Linked DNA regions of Sus scrofa: region 2 is linked to region 1. Evidence: chromatin contacts called from public HiChIP or PLAC-seq data. All regions are on one chromosome and are shown on one strand. Each heading gives the region's core, a stretch centred on a gene start, on an enhancer-like site or on the middle of the called end of the contact. The rest is flanking DNA. Distances are from core to core; before and after follow the strand shown. Region 1 overlaps PML (protein PML). Region 2 overlaps STOML1 (stomatin-like protein 1).

What was found. HiChIP or PLAC-seq counts read pairs in DNA pulled down with a chosen protein or histone mark.
Region 2: a contact with region 1 is called in an H3K27ac HiChIP or PLAC-seq map of alveolar macrophages. The contact joins two enhancer-like sites. A contact is called at or near these places in 2 of 5 promoter capture datasets (liver and skeletal muscle), 28 of 47 Hi-C or Micro-C datasets (adipose tissue, alveolar macrophages, blood and 14 more) and 2 of 2 datasets of contacts at active chromatin or transcription factors (alveolar macrophages and skeletal muscle).

Annotation. Positions count from the first base shown.
Region 1 is chr7:59,412,753-59,419,638 of Sscrofa11.1, reverse strand. It overlaps PML (protein PML), which reads left to right. Exons shown (of 10, transcript XM_001925572.5): 8 at 510-562. It overlaps LOC102164231 (a long non-coding RNA gene), which reads right to left. Exons shown (of 3, transcript XR_002345833.1): 1 at 2,796-6,886. Among named protein-coding and RNA genes, the nearest start is that of ISLR2, 23 kb to the right of the region's middle. Within about 2 kb of position 2,953, at least 33 of the 83 cell types and tissues checked have an H3K27ac peak or open chromatin away from gene starts, as enhancers often do. A contact at or near this core is called in adipose tissue and alveolar macrophages, where this site is marked.
Region 2 is chr7:59,459,156-59,466,041 of Sscrofa11.1, reverse strand. It overlaps STOML1 (stomatin-like protein 1), which reads right to left. Exons shown (of 8, transcript XM_021099072.1): 7 at 6,284-6,496; 8 at 4,834-5,764. The coding sequence ends at 5,571. Among named protein-coding and RNA genes, the nearest start is that of PML, 12 kb to the right of the region's middle. Within about 2 kb of position 3,586, at least 40 of the 83 cell types and tissues checked have an H3K27ac peak or open chromatin away from gene starts, as enhancers often do. A contact at or near this core is called in adipose tissue and alveolar macrophages, where this site is marked.

The sequences.
Region 1 (6,886 bases), core at 1,704-4,203:
GCTTTGTTTTCACTCTGGGTCCCACACTGAGCCCTGTCCCTGGTCACACACTCTGCCCCGACTGATAATCCTTGCTCACAGGTGCTATTGGTAGTCAGAGGGTTTTGAGTCAGCTAGATAAAGTCTCTTTTATTTCAAACATCTCAGCTCAGGGGGCTGAGAATTGGAACAAATCAGTGTCCTGCTCCAGGTTGGCAAAAGGTTCCAAACGAGGGGGTGCTTGTCACAGCCCCTCTGCAGGTCGTAAATTCTGAATCCAGGGCCAACAGCTGAATTAAGTGTTCACAGACAGGACACAGCAGGCATGCTGGAAAGCAGCTTTGAATAAGCCCTCTGCACAAGCAGATCCACACTGGCACCCGTGGTGAATGTTCACATCCCCCCCTTGCAGGGCACGCGTCACCAACCCAGCCCGCTGGCCAGCAAGGATTCCCACGGGACAACACCCGGGGCCCCATCCACGAGCGTCCCTGGCAGGACCTAACGTTGTCTCCCCCGCCCCGTTTCAGAGGAGCGCGTCGTGGTGATCAGCAGCTCAGAAGACTCAGATGCTGAAAACTCGGTGAGTGGCTCAGAAGGTTGGCCCAGGACTCCTGCCTCCCTTCATTCCAGGTCCCAGGGGGCACAGCCACAGCAGGTGACTCTCAGACTCGCCTTGCGCCTGGGGAATTTGCCAGCAAGGCAGTGAGTCCTGAGCTGTCCAGAGGCTAGTCTCCAAGCGCCAGCTGTGGGTCTGGATCCCCGAGCCCACCCTCCATACCAGGGCAGGAGCCTTCAGTAATCACATGCACTCTTCCGAAAAGCTGAGAGAGGGCTTCCTTCCAGAGCCCTGTCTTTTTTCGGGGCTACCCTTGTCTGGAGCTTCCTTATGCATTTTCTGGCCTCTTAAGTCCTCAGTGAGGAGGGTGGACAAGAACCAAGTCCCTGGCTGGCCACGGCCAGTGGCAGCCAGTGCAGGGCTGTGAGGGCGCACCGTGCAGGGCCCAAACAAGCAAGCCGTGACTCCATGTGAGAAGAACTTCTTTAAAGCTATCCCACAGTGGAACACGTGGCCCTATGGGTTGTGACCCTCGAGGTTTGTTAGTGGAGGCTGGGCTGTCACCTGTCCAGGGGAACAAGGGATTGGAGTAGAGTGGAAGGTTGGACTGGGGGGCCCCCGAGGTCCCTCCCAACCCTCAGTCTGAGGTTCTGTGTTGGAAAGTGTGCGGAGCCCATGGAGATCAACGCACCTTCCTCCTCGCCAACCCACCCCTCGCCAAGAGCTCGCCATGCGTCCCGCCCCTGCCGGGCCTTCCGTCCGCCCCGTGGTACATGCCGCTTCCAAGCTCGGCCTCCCGACCATCCGGAGCAAGCCGCCAACCCCAACGCTGAGTGTCCCAGCCAGCCCACCGGTCTCCAGGAACAAGCTGCCAGCCCCCCGGGTGTCCGCCTCCTGTCACGCGGAGCACTGAGAATCCCACGCCTTCGCCACATCCTGCGTCTGCCCCTCAAAGTGTGTCGTGGCATCACATTGACTTGTCCTCCTGCCATGGTCCAAGCCACCACTCCTGCCACCACCACGCCTCCCAGCCATCCTGCCAATCCCCAGGAGTGTCCCACCCACCTCCAAAGGGTTAACGGCCAACCCTTCCGGGTGCGAGGGGTAGCTCGATCCCGCGGCCGCTCCCTCCGGGGCTCCCCGCATGTGGCCCAGTGGCTCCACAGCTTCTTTGCCCTTCCTCTCTCCTCTGTGCCTCCCCAGCTTGATGCCTCTGCCAGGGGGCACCTGGGGGGAGGCAGAGGAGCACCCCTGACTCTTGGGGCAAGAATCTCCCCTGGGGATTCTGGCAGGGCCCCCATGGAGAATCTCCAAGTCCAGGTCCCACTGGAAGGCCCTCCAGATGCATTTCCACCACCCCATCCTCCAGAGAGACCTCCCACCAGCATGAGCACCCCGCAGACAAGCCTCTAAGAGCCCCACGTGCCCTCCTACTCCACAGCCCTAACCCTGAGCACCTTCCTCTTGTAACCTTGTGGCCAGCACCCACCCCGCCGCCCGGCCCTGCACACAGTAGGCGCGCACTGCATCTTGTCAGGGAATGAAGAGCTACGTGGACCTCAGGGCAAAGAGACCAAGTCCTTCCCAGCCAGGGGGCCATGACTGATGGGGCCATTGCTCTCTACATCCTCCAGCCTCTTTTCCCCAAACAAGAAAGCTTCTCTCCCCCTTTGCACCTCCCACTGCCCCATTCCCCCACCCCAAGCCTTCCCTCTGGGCCTCTGCCGGGATGTGAGCCCACAAGTGCAAGGACTCTGCTGCTCCCAGGCCCTGGCAGGTGTGGCTACTCAATAAATACCTATTGAACCATCACCCTTGCAAACCCTTCTTCCATGACCATCAGATTCCCTGCTGGGCTTAGCTCTTCCTTTGTCTCCTGCCCGCACTGAAACCTGGCTCACCTGGGGGGCTACTGTGTCCCTCTTTCCCCCACACTCTGTGAGCATCAGAGGTGGGAGGTGGGGTTCAGGCCCTCTGCCTCCTGGACTGTTTCCGTCCCACCTTCTGGCAAGATCCCCTCTGCCTTTGTGGTTCCAGCTCTCTAGGTGAACCCCACTTCCCCCAGCTCATCTTGGTCATCCTCTCGCTTCCCCCCAGGCATCTCCTGCCTCCTACGTTTCCTCTCCCCACCCAGGTGCACCCTTCTTCCTGGGTGACTTCAGCATCCCCCACTCTGGCCTCACCTCGACCTTTCAGGGATCCCCACCCCATTCCCCTGCAGCCACATCCCCCTTTTCTCTCTGGACCTCACCCTTACCGAGAACTGGGAATCTCTAAACCAGCCCACTCACACTCTGACCACAGCCTCCTGGTCCTTGAGCTCTCAGTTGTCTCTCAGGCCTCTGCTCTCCCTTCCGGCTCCCTCTGCCCTTAACTTCCCTCCCACCAGCCAGCAAAGTCCAGTGTTTAAGCCAATCTTTCACCAGGATCTCCGGAGCCCTGCCCACCTTGGCCTCCGGTAGGCTGTCCTCCAAAGACAGCCCTGGAAGGATTCAGAGTGGCGTTCCTGCTCAGCTCTGCCACCTGGAGGCCAACTTCTGTTGGTGAGAAGTCCAGGCAAGTGAAAGCTGCAGGGACTGTCTGTCTCCAGGGCTCCCTGGCACTCCAGCCTCAGCGCTCACCCGGCCCCCCACCCCCACAGCTACTTGTGAGCTGCCACTCCCCTAGCCCTGCTCCCTCGTCCCCACCCTAGCTTTCAGCAGGTGACTGAACCTTCTGCCCTAGGAGAACAGATGGGACAGGTGGCATGGGAGCAGCCCACATCTTGCGTCACTGATGGCAGATTGACCCCATCACGTCCTTCCTCCGTCCCTCCTGGTAGGATGGTGGAGAGGGCCACCCAACTCTGGGACTCACTCCCCTTCTTCGGGGCCCCAGCCCTCCCACCTCCCTGGGAGCCTCGATCCATCTCCCATCCTCATCTGCATCTTCAAACACTCTCCCAGAGCTACCTGAAGAAAGCCTTGCCCATCTTGCCCCCACCCCCATCCCCCTCCCTGCATTCCCCTTCAGCCTTCACTCCCCACCCACCCCAGGCGCTCCCTCCCCACCATGCCTGAGCCCTGCCACCAGCACCAGGGTGACCTCCATGCTCCAGGTCCACTGGTCACCTTTAGTCCTAAATCCCCCCGAAAGACTCTGCTTTTCTTGGGCTCAGGAGGTTCCCCTGCAGCTTTGGCTGCTCCTCCTCACTACCCTTTCAGGTCTCTCTGTCCTTTTCAGTGTTGTTTTTCCAGCTTAGGTTCTAGGCTCTCTTTTTAGTCTGTGCACGCTGACCCTGCCCTCGGCTGCATCCACAGCCACTACAGGCTCCTGCCCGCCAGGCCAGTAGAGCCGCTGGCCTGCCAACATCTGCACTCAGATACCCCACAGAATCCTCAGACTCCCTTCCTCTCCTCTCAGCAAATCACCATCTGTGCGGTCACAGAGGCTGAGGCCCCAGAGCGGCCCAGGCCCACCTCCCCCTTTTTTGTTATTTCTCCCAGCCAGTCACCTGTTGAGTCTTGTCTTTCTTTCCATGTTCTAAATTCCTCTGAAATCTGGGCACTTCTTTCATCCCATAATCTTGATAAAATTAAAGCAAAACTGACACTGGGTGGAGACAAGACCAGGAAGGAAAGAGCGAGAGAAGGATGGGAAGGCCACTGCTCTCCCCAAACTTCCTGAGTGTTAGGGGGAGGCACTGAAAATGACAGCATTTGGGTGTATGTGTGGCAGGTGGGGTGGGGGGGGTCTAGTCCTCCGCGGTCAGCAAGGCCACTAGGTGATGTCTCAGGGTGACCAATTCAGGAAGGAGCAGCACATTTCAGATCACAAAGAATTAAATGATGAGAAGCAGCTGCTCACCTTTGCGACCAGAGAGAGCCAGACACTCCCTGCTTTAGTGGACGTGGTTTTCAGACACAGGTTTTAAAATTAACAATTACAGGAGTGGGATGCTTACTGAAAAAAAAATTTTTTTAAGAAAACAAATTAGATACCGCTAATTAAGTGCATCTCTCACCCACATTCTGTGCCCCCTTCCAGAACCCTGGTTCTCCCACAGTCCCTTAGAGGGAGGGGACGGTGTGACGTTGGCAGGGTGCTCCAGGCTCCTATGCCCTCCCCTCTCATTGGCCTTCAGTCTAGCCTGCCAGTGTGTGAGGGTTGTAAAATCCCAGCTTGCTAAGATACCACACTTGCCAAGATACCACACTTGCCAAGTGTACCTGGGCATGTAGCCCCCTGACCCTTGGGCTGTGGCTGTGTGAGTGGCTGGAATCCAGCCGTGGGGGCTCTGGCACAGATCTGGCATGCTGGTCAGGGCTCAGGGAGAGGCAGCTTGAGCAGGAGGGGTGCTCTGTAGGAGGCCTTCCCACTGCTGGAAGAGGCACTGGGGCTGTGGCCTTAGGGTGGAGGGGTGAGACCCAGGTCCGAGGCTGGAGACCTGGGGTGAGGAGGTGGGTCAGCCATGCCTCTGCCCTGGGCCCTGTGTTGGGATACAAAGCAGAAAAAAGATAGATGTTCTTACCCACTCTTGTGACAGATGACTCACTTCAGTGCCTGGTAGCAGCAGGACCTAGTGGAAGCAGCAGGGGGCCCAGCCAAGGGGGCAACCCCTGGAAGAAGTGGTAGTGGTGACGGAAGTGGAAGGGAGGCCTGTGGGGAGCAGCTGACCTGGGGAGGGGCCGTGATGCTGGTGAGTGTATCAGAAAAAGAAGCCTGTGCTCTGCTGAGAAGCTGGGAGCCACACCTGCTGGCGCCTAGTGGGCAGCAACAGCCTGCAGAGGGGCCGTAGGAGCCACAAGCTATCTAATGGGATGGCCTAGGTCACAGACAACATGCCCGCTCTCTCTGGGACCTTCAGACTTTGCAAAAGCTGGGGTTCTGTGTCTGCCAAATACAGCAGGGCTTGTGTCTTGCCAAATGGATCCCAGCTGTTGCTTACACTCGGCGCTGAGGATTCTTGATTAGCCTCATGTTGGATACTAGGTAGATACCGCAGGTGAGGATGGGGAATATTAAAGAGCTCGGCTCCCGTCTGATTTGTTGATGCTAAAACATGGTTGGTAATTAGGACAGGCATTCTCAACCCTGGCTGCACACTGGTACCACTCGGGGGGATTTACCAAGGACAAATTCCTGGGTCCCACCTAGAGATTCTAACTGACTTGGTCTGGGAGGCACCCAGACATCAAGATTCTGTTAAGCTGCTAATGCACAACCAAAGTAGAGAACCACTAAGTTAGGGGATTCAGTTGCACATGTGTGTCAGAAATGCTGCTCATTTGTGTGTGTATCAGCCGTGAACAGAGGTGACGTGCACATGTGGGAATAGGATCCAGGCGGGGAGAGGAGCCGCTGGATCTTTCCAGATGAACCCCTTAGACTTCTGGAAGGTGAGATGTCCACCCAGCTGCTTCCCATGAGCACCCTTGGTTCGGCCCTTACACCTGCTGTGTTGAGTTGGGATGCAGTTGATCTGCTAGGCTGACAGTGATGAAGTGAAATATAGCTTGTGAACCCAACTGCATGTGTGTCCTAGTTGTCTGTGTATTCTAAAATAATCCTGGGTCGCGTATGGCTCAGTCCGAGCTCATGCCCCTTCCCATCATCCTGATTATGGAATGAAGCAGAACAGTGGAGGCAGGAGCAGAAAGACATCCTGCACCAGAACCTCTAGGTGCTCATTCCATTAACTCTGTGTCTTTAGAAGATGTGTCAGTACTTTGAAGTCAAAGAAACACAGCCCATTAACCAAGTATCCATGGCTTACTCGAATCTTTCGAAGATGACTAGGCAATCCAACACCTAACTCACAGTGGTACCCACACCCTCCGGAGGCCCCTTCACTCTAGCACTCATTATCTCCCACTCCCTGGCCCTTCAAAGCCTTTCCCCACTTTTCACTTTCCGTCCTCTCACATGGGCTCTTCCACTCCTGTGCCTTCTGCTGCCATTCCCTTCCCTTCCCAGCAAATCTCAGGCTTTCCTGGACTCTTATCTTAGGTTCTGGTTCCTACCATTATCCCTCTCTGTGCCCCTCCCCATCATCCTGGTTATGGAATGAGGCAGAACAGTGGAGGCAGCCCTTAGTGAGCAGGAGCAGAAAGGCATCCTGCACCAGAACCTCTAGGTGCTCATTCTGTTAACTCTGGGTCTTTAGAACATGTGTCAGTACTTTCCAGCTGCGTTGCTGGGATTCAAGGCAGGGAGAGGGGATTCTGTTTACAGTTGACTAGAGTCTGGTGGAAGGCATTCCAGTGAGACCAGCGCCATGGAATAGCCACACTTGCTGGACGTCCCCAAGAGCAAGAGGAATTCAGGAGGAAGAGGAGTCAGGGCAAGAAGATCCAGCCTTCCCCCTAA
Region 2 (6,886 bases), core at 2,337-4,836, 46 kb before region 1:
AAAAATTTACAATTCATATCAAATACAGCTAATCTCCCTAGTATTTAAAGAGCTCCCAGATGTCAAAACAAAAATAGAAAAAACTAATACTAGAAAAATGGGCAAAGTAGATGAAATGACAGGTTCCCAGAAAAAGCAATACAATGGCTCTTAGAAACACATTACAAAGTGTTGAACTTCACACAAAATAAGAGAAGTGAAAATTAAGACGTTTTAAGGTATATATCTTTTCAACAAGAAGTGCTGGAACAACTACATACCTATGTGGTGGTGAGGAGGGGAACACTTCAGCCTTTTTTCTCATATCCACACAAAAAGTAACTCAAAATGGATCATAGGCCTAAGAGTAAGAGCTGAATCCATAAACTTTTAGAAGAAAACATAGGGGAAAAACTTCAAGATCTTGGGATAAGCAAAGACTTCCAGGAAAGGACACAAAACCTCTAACCGTTAAACAATCATAGATAGGACTTCATCAAAATTTTCAAGACAAAGCACTTTTAGGAAGACAAGCTACAAACTGGGAGAAAAAAATTCCAAATACACATATTTGCTAAAAGACATGTATCCAGATTTACTAAGAACTCTTAAAGGTACTACTAATAATATACCAATGAAATAAGCCATTTGTTTACACTGGGAAAAAATACTTCACAAAAGAAGACATGTCTAATTAGCATACAGAGAGGCTCAGAGTCATAAGCCACACTCACTAGAAAAGAATGACAACACCACCTTGGAACTGGTTGGCAGTTTCTTGACTCAGAAATTGTACTCCTGAATATTTACCCAAATGAGACCATATATCTGTACAAAGACTCGTACACAGATAGATGCTCAGAGAAGTTTTGATGATCAAAACTGAAAACTACTCAAACGTCCATCAACAGAGGAATAAACTGTATGTCTATCCATACCAAAGAATATCACTAATAATAAAAAAGGAACAAACTGCAGATACACATAATAACACAGATGATTCAGAAACACTGCAGGGAGAGAAAGAAGTTAGACACAAAAGGATACACAAGGTATGGTTTCCCTAAAAAAGTGAAATTTAATCCATAGTTAGAGAGAGCAGATCAGTGGTGACCTAGGGCTGGGGCGGGGGTGGTGAGGCCCTGAGGACTGACTGGGAAGGGACACAGGGAACCATATGAGTTGATGGTTCTATATCCTGATTATGGTGGTGGCTGGTTGTTACAGTGTTCACATTTCTCAAAATATATCAAGCACATTTAAAATGGGTGCATTTTATCTTATTATACTTTAAAAAAAAAAGTAAATGCTGGAGGAAGACAGGAAAAACCCTGTGCTTCTGCTGGGACTGAAAATCCAAGTCTTAAAAAGCAATAAACAATGGAGATTTTAAAAAATTACACCAAGGGAGTTCTCTGATAGCCTAGCTCATCTGAGGTGGCCTAACTCATCTGATGGGTTGAGGCTCCTGCGTTCTCACCGCTGTGGCTCTGGTTGCTGCTGTGTGGTGTAGGTTCGATCCCTGCCCCAGGAATCCCCACATACTGCCTGTGTGACAAAAAAAGAAATAAAAAATACAATCCCCCCCCCCACAAGAGAACCTAAAATAAACACTGCAACTCTCATTAAAAAAAAAAAAAAAAAAATTACTGGGAGTTCCTGTCGTGGCGCAGTGGTTAACGAATCCAACTAGGAACCGTGAGGTTGCGGGTTCGGTCCCTGCCCTTGCTCAGTGGGTTAACGATCCGGCGTTGCCGTGAGCTGTGGTGTAGGTTGCAGAAGCGGCTCGGATCCCGTGTTGCTGTGGCTCTGGCGTAGGCCAGTGGCTACGGCTCCGATTCGACCCCTAGCCTGGGAACCTCCATATGCCGCGAGAGCGGCCCAAAGAAATAGCAAAAACAGACAAAAAAAAAAATCCAAAAGTTTAATAACACACTGTGTTGGCATGGCTATGAGGAAAAACTGACTCTCAATCACTGATGATGGGAATGTAAATTGGAATATCCTGCAAAGAAGGCATTGGGAAATATTTTTTAAATTATAAATACTTTGACCTGGCAATTTCCCTTCTAGGACTTTTTAATCCCACAGATGAACTTCAACCACAGGTGAAATATCATATGTGAAAGGTTATTATTGCAACATTTGTTTGAAATAGCAAAACACAAAAAAAAATCAAAATGTCCATCAATGTAAACCAAGTTAAATAAATTATGAAACATCCATACCATGAAATCCTATGTAACTACAAAACTGAACAGGGAAAGTCTAGGTGTGCTAATATGGAAAGATCCTCAAGTTAAGTAACAAATCAACATCATGCCTGCTACGTCATTTGTGTTTTAAAAAAAAGACAAAACCCAGGAGTTCCTGTCCTGGCACAGCAGAAACAAATCTGAACCATGAGGTTGGATTGGTTGAGGAACCATCAGTTGCGAGTTTGACCCATGGCCTCACTTACTGGGTTAAAGATCCGGCGTTGCCATGAACTGTGGTGTAGGTCACAGATGCAGCTCAGATCTGGCATTGCTGTGGCTGTGGCTTAGGCCGGCAGCTGTAGCTCCAATTCAACCCTAGCCTGGGGACCTCCACATGCTATGCATGCAGTCCTAAAAAGCGTGCACGCATGCACACACACACACACACACACGAAACTCACAGAGAATAATATATATGGATTTTCTTATAAATGTATTTTAAAAAAAAACTCTACTGGGTCGCTCTGCTGTACAGCATAAGTTGGCAGAACACTGTAAATCAACTATATAATAAAACATTGTTTTAAAAAACCCACCTTCTGAAAGAATAACCAAGAAACTAATACCAGGGGATACCTGTCTGGAGGAAGGTATGGAAAATATGTGGATGGATTAGGAGTATGAGGGACAATTTTCATAGCATGCCTTTTCAATCTTCCAAAAGATTTCAGCCTTGTGACTGTGCCAGCTATTCGAAACAAAATACTTATTATTATTATTTTTTTTTTTTGTCTTCTGTCTTTTTGTTGTTGTTGTTGTTGCTATTTCTTGGGCCGCTCCCGCAGCATATGGAGGTTCCCAGGCTAGGGGTTGAATCAGAGCTGTAGCCACTGGCCTACGCCAGAGCCACAGCAACGCGGGATCCGAGCCGCGTCTGCAACCTACACCACAGCTCACGCAACGCCGGATCGTTAACCCACTGAGCAAGGGCAGGGACTGAACCCGCAACCTCATGGTTCCTAGTCGGATTCGTTAACCACTGCACCACGAAGGGAACTCCCAAAATACTTATTTTTAAAATAACATCAGAACAATACATTTTATATCAATATAGCATAATATAGCTATTTTAAGTATCATTATCCACCAGGTTATCTGGAGGAAAAAATATACAGGAAGTGCCCAGTGCAGTACAGGGGCCATACTTAGCATACAGTAACAGTCACTGCTTTTATCCACCCCCCGCCCCAAGTCCCTGCACACACCCCCCCCTCAGCCTTTGGGTTCCAGGTGCCCAAAGTGGAAGGGCCCAGCTGCCTTCTCCTCTGTGACCTCAGGAGGCCTTTCCCCTCTGCACAAAGTCTTTCTCCCATTTCCCTTCTTTCCGTCTCAAGCATCACCTCCTCAGGAAGCCTTCTCTGATGTACATCCTCTCCCTCCCTCCCCATGCCCTAGTCCCTTCAGGTCCCCCTCGTCCCCTCCTGGGGACTGAAAGGTCTGCTCAGTCCTGCAAAGGCTTGAGGCCTTGAACCTGTGGGCTCCCTTCCCTGGAGGGCTGGCCTCACCAACGAATGAGTTCTCCTCAACAGGATGCAGATATTAACAGCTGGCAGCAGCCCCAACTCTCCACCCACACATCTAGATGAGTTTCAGTTTCCCCTGGTTATGCTGATCCTCTGACACCCACCAAAGAGAAAAGAAAAATCTGAGTTTCAGTTTCCCGTAAAGTGTCACAAGGCCCTTGGGGCATGGTGTGCAGTAGCATGAAGGGAACAGAGGTGAAGGGCTCAGGCACGCAGCTCAAGGTCCAGCAGGGAGGGTGGGCACTGATGCAAAGAACTATGTCACAGACAGTGAGGAAAGGGCACGACGGCAGTCCCAGCACAAATGGGGAGCCCAGGCGAGAGAAAGACCATGCCTCACTCAGGCTCAAGGGTGGCAGGAATATGGCTAGCAGGGGTTGGGGGGAAGGCTTTTGAACAGGCAGCCCTGGCTGGGTGGCCTCCAGGGGAGTAGAGAGAGGACCAGCAGCCTGGGGCTCTGGCCCTCCAGGGAGGGGCCCTGGGGCTGAAACCTGAACCCAAGGGTGTTTGGTCTACCCTGAGAAGTCCTACCAGGGGCAGGCGCAAAAGGGCAGTGTGGATGCAGGCCGGTGCCAAGGTGGCTGGACAGGGTGGAGGGGGAAGGCCTGGTGCCCAAGGAAAAGCTAGAGGCTGTTCCTCAAAGAGGAGGCTCAGATTTCTGTGGGAGTTTTTTTTTTTTTTCACAAGCCTCTCCAGGAAGTGAGAGTCATTTCTTAGAACCCCACACATCTTAGGCACCCCCTTTTGGGGGGGTCCCTGGGGTTTGGGCCAGAACAGTGGCAAAACAGGGGTATTAGGTGACAGGAGCCCCCCAACCCTGCCTCTCATTATGTCATGTTTGCTGAACCAGCTCTGGCACACCCACACGCCCTCTTTCCTGGCAAAAGAGGAACAGAGAGCCCTGCTCCAGCCCCAGGGGCTCTGAGACCCTTGACAGGAAGGAGAGCTGTGGGTGATTTGAGAGCACTGTCAGGGCTTGTGTCACCCTTTAGAGCCTGGGCCCTGGTCTAGCAGCAGAGGTATCACCTCGGGGACCCTCCTACCCACCCCCATTACCGTTACATTCTCTCCAATACATTGTAAACACCATATTTATTTGAGGGTTTCAAACCTCTGGGAGGAAGCACAGAAAAGGGCAGGGCTCTCCTGCATGCTGCCCTGGGCCCTGGCCCCTAAGGCATGCAAGACAAGAGCTGGAGATGAGACAAGGCATCTTCAGGAGCAGGGCCAGGAGGCGCAGGCCCCACTCTTTCTTGTCCCCCTCATCCCTTGGGCTAGCCTGGGGCTAGTCTGCAATCAGCAAGGTGGGCCAGTCTGGTCCCCAGCTCCCTGCCACTGCAGGGACCTCCTCTGGGTGGCCACCTCCCCTCTCCCTCCCCCTCCCCCAGCCTCTCCAACCCCTGCTCTGGAGCCAGGGGCCCGAGCCACATGCATTGCTCCCTCACATTGAGACCAAACCAGCTGCTGTCAGGCTGTTTCTGTCACCCCTATCTCTCCAGTCAGGTGGCCAGCAGGCCCGAGCAGGCCTGGCTCTCCTGTCATGGTGTTGTGTGCCCAGTTTACGCTGGGCACTTGGCAGGGGACCAGGATCAGCAAAGGCTTGTCCAAAGAACCAAGTGGGTAAGAGGGGCAGGGCTGCCTGACCCGACCTCTCCCAGTCTCCTGTGTCTCCCAGCTCCACTCCTTGGCTCCTGCTGGGCCTGAAACTTGTCAATAATCCAAGGTGCAATGCCAATGCATCCTCCTCCAAGACGCCCCCCTGGCTTGGTGCTAGGCTCGGGGCTGGGCTGTGGCCAGTCAGCCAAGCCTGCTACTTCAAGGCCCTGAGGACAGCCTCCAGCTTCATGGCCACAGACAGGTCGCCCTTTACCTTCAGCCGCCCACTCATGTAGGCCCCGAGGGGCCGCAGCTCCCTGCACAACAGGGCCTGCAGGTCCTCCTCGGACATCTCCACCACCACGTCAGGGATGCCGTCAGGTGCCCCGTGTCCCACCCTCCCTTGCCCTGTGGGGGGAAAGAAAACTGAGCATTAGTAGGGGGACAGCTATGCTGCACGGGGGTAGATGGGGGCGTGTCCCACTGGGAAGGGTGGAAAATAGTGGTTAAGAGTTCAGGTTCTAATGCCCTGGGTTCAAGTCCTATTGGCTGTGTGACCACTCAGTTTCCAAACTGGTGAAATGGGGATGACGATAATCCTTACATCCCAGGCGCATGGGGAGAAGTAGGTGAGATAATGCACGAAATGCGCTCAGCACAGTCTGGCATGAGCAGGTCTGCAACATGGGCAGGGCTTGGTACAGGAAGCTCAGCCATCTCATCTGGGCTGTCCTGTTGCCAAGGACAGGGCAGGGAGACCAAGGCCTGGATAGTCACTGTCACCAAAGAGTGTCAGGGCCCCTGACCACTATGGGTTCACCCTGAACTGCTCGTAGGAGCAGGGCTCAGTCTGAAAAAGGACCATGGGGGCGGGGGCTATGAGCAGTCCGGGCAGAAGCGGGAGTGGGGGTGAGGGGGCAGCTGCACCTGTAGTGAGGTCCAGGAAGTAGATGCTCTGGGTGCCACCGGGAAGGATGACATTGAACTGGTAGCAGGCCCCAACCTGGCTGACCAGGGCCTCAGACAGGAAGGGTTTCAGGGCCATCAGCAGCCCCTCGGCCACAGGCTGTTTGGGGCTGGACCCGGCACCAGCGTGAGAGGCAGGCGGCTCAACCTCACTCACCATCTCCAAGGTATCTGCTGGGGGTGGCCGACAGGATTGGGGAGGGAGGGAGGCAGAGAGAAGGAGATCAACAGGCTGCCAAGGTCAGGCTCACTGTGGCCTCTGTACCTTCAAAACTCTTCCTCCTGTGTTCAAATTCCTCTTCCACTAAGAAGCTGCCCGAGTTCCATAACTCCAAATCCCATTTCTAAACTACCCCAGCCTTGAATTCAAAACTCTTTTCTGGATGCTGTTGCTTCTTCCCACAGAGAGGCTCCCAAAGGCCTCCACACCCTCAGGGGCCTGGACCCTTCTCCCTGCCTTACCTCTGGTCAGCTCCAAAACTGGGGAGGCCTGAAGAGCTGGGCAGGATGTGCACTGCCCGAGGTGCTTAGTGAAGGGAACAGGTAGCCTGTGCCGGACACCAA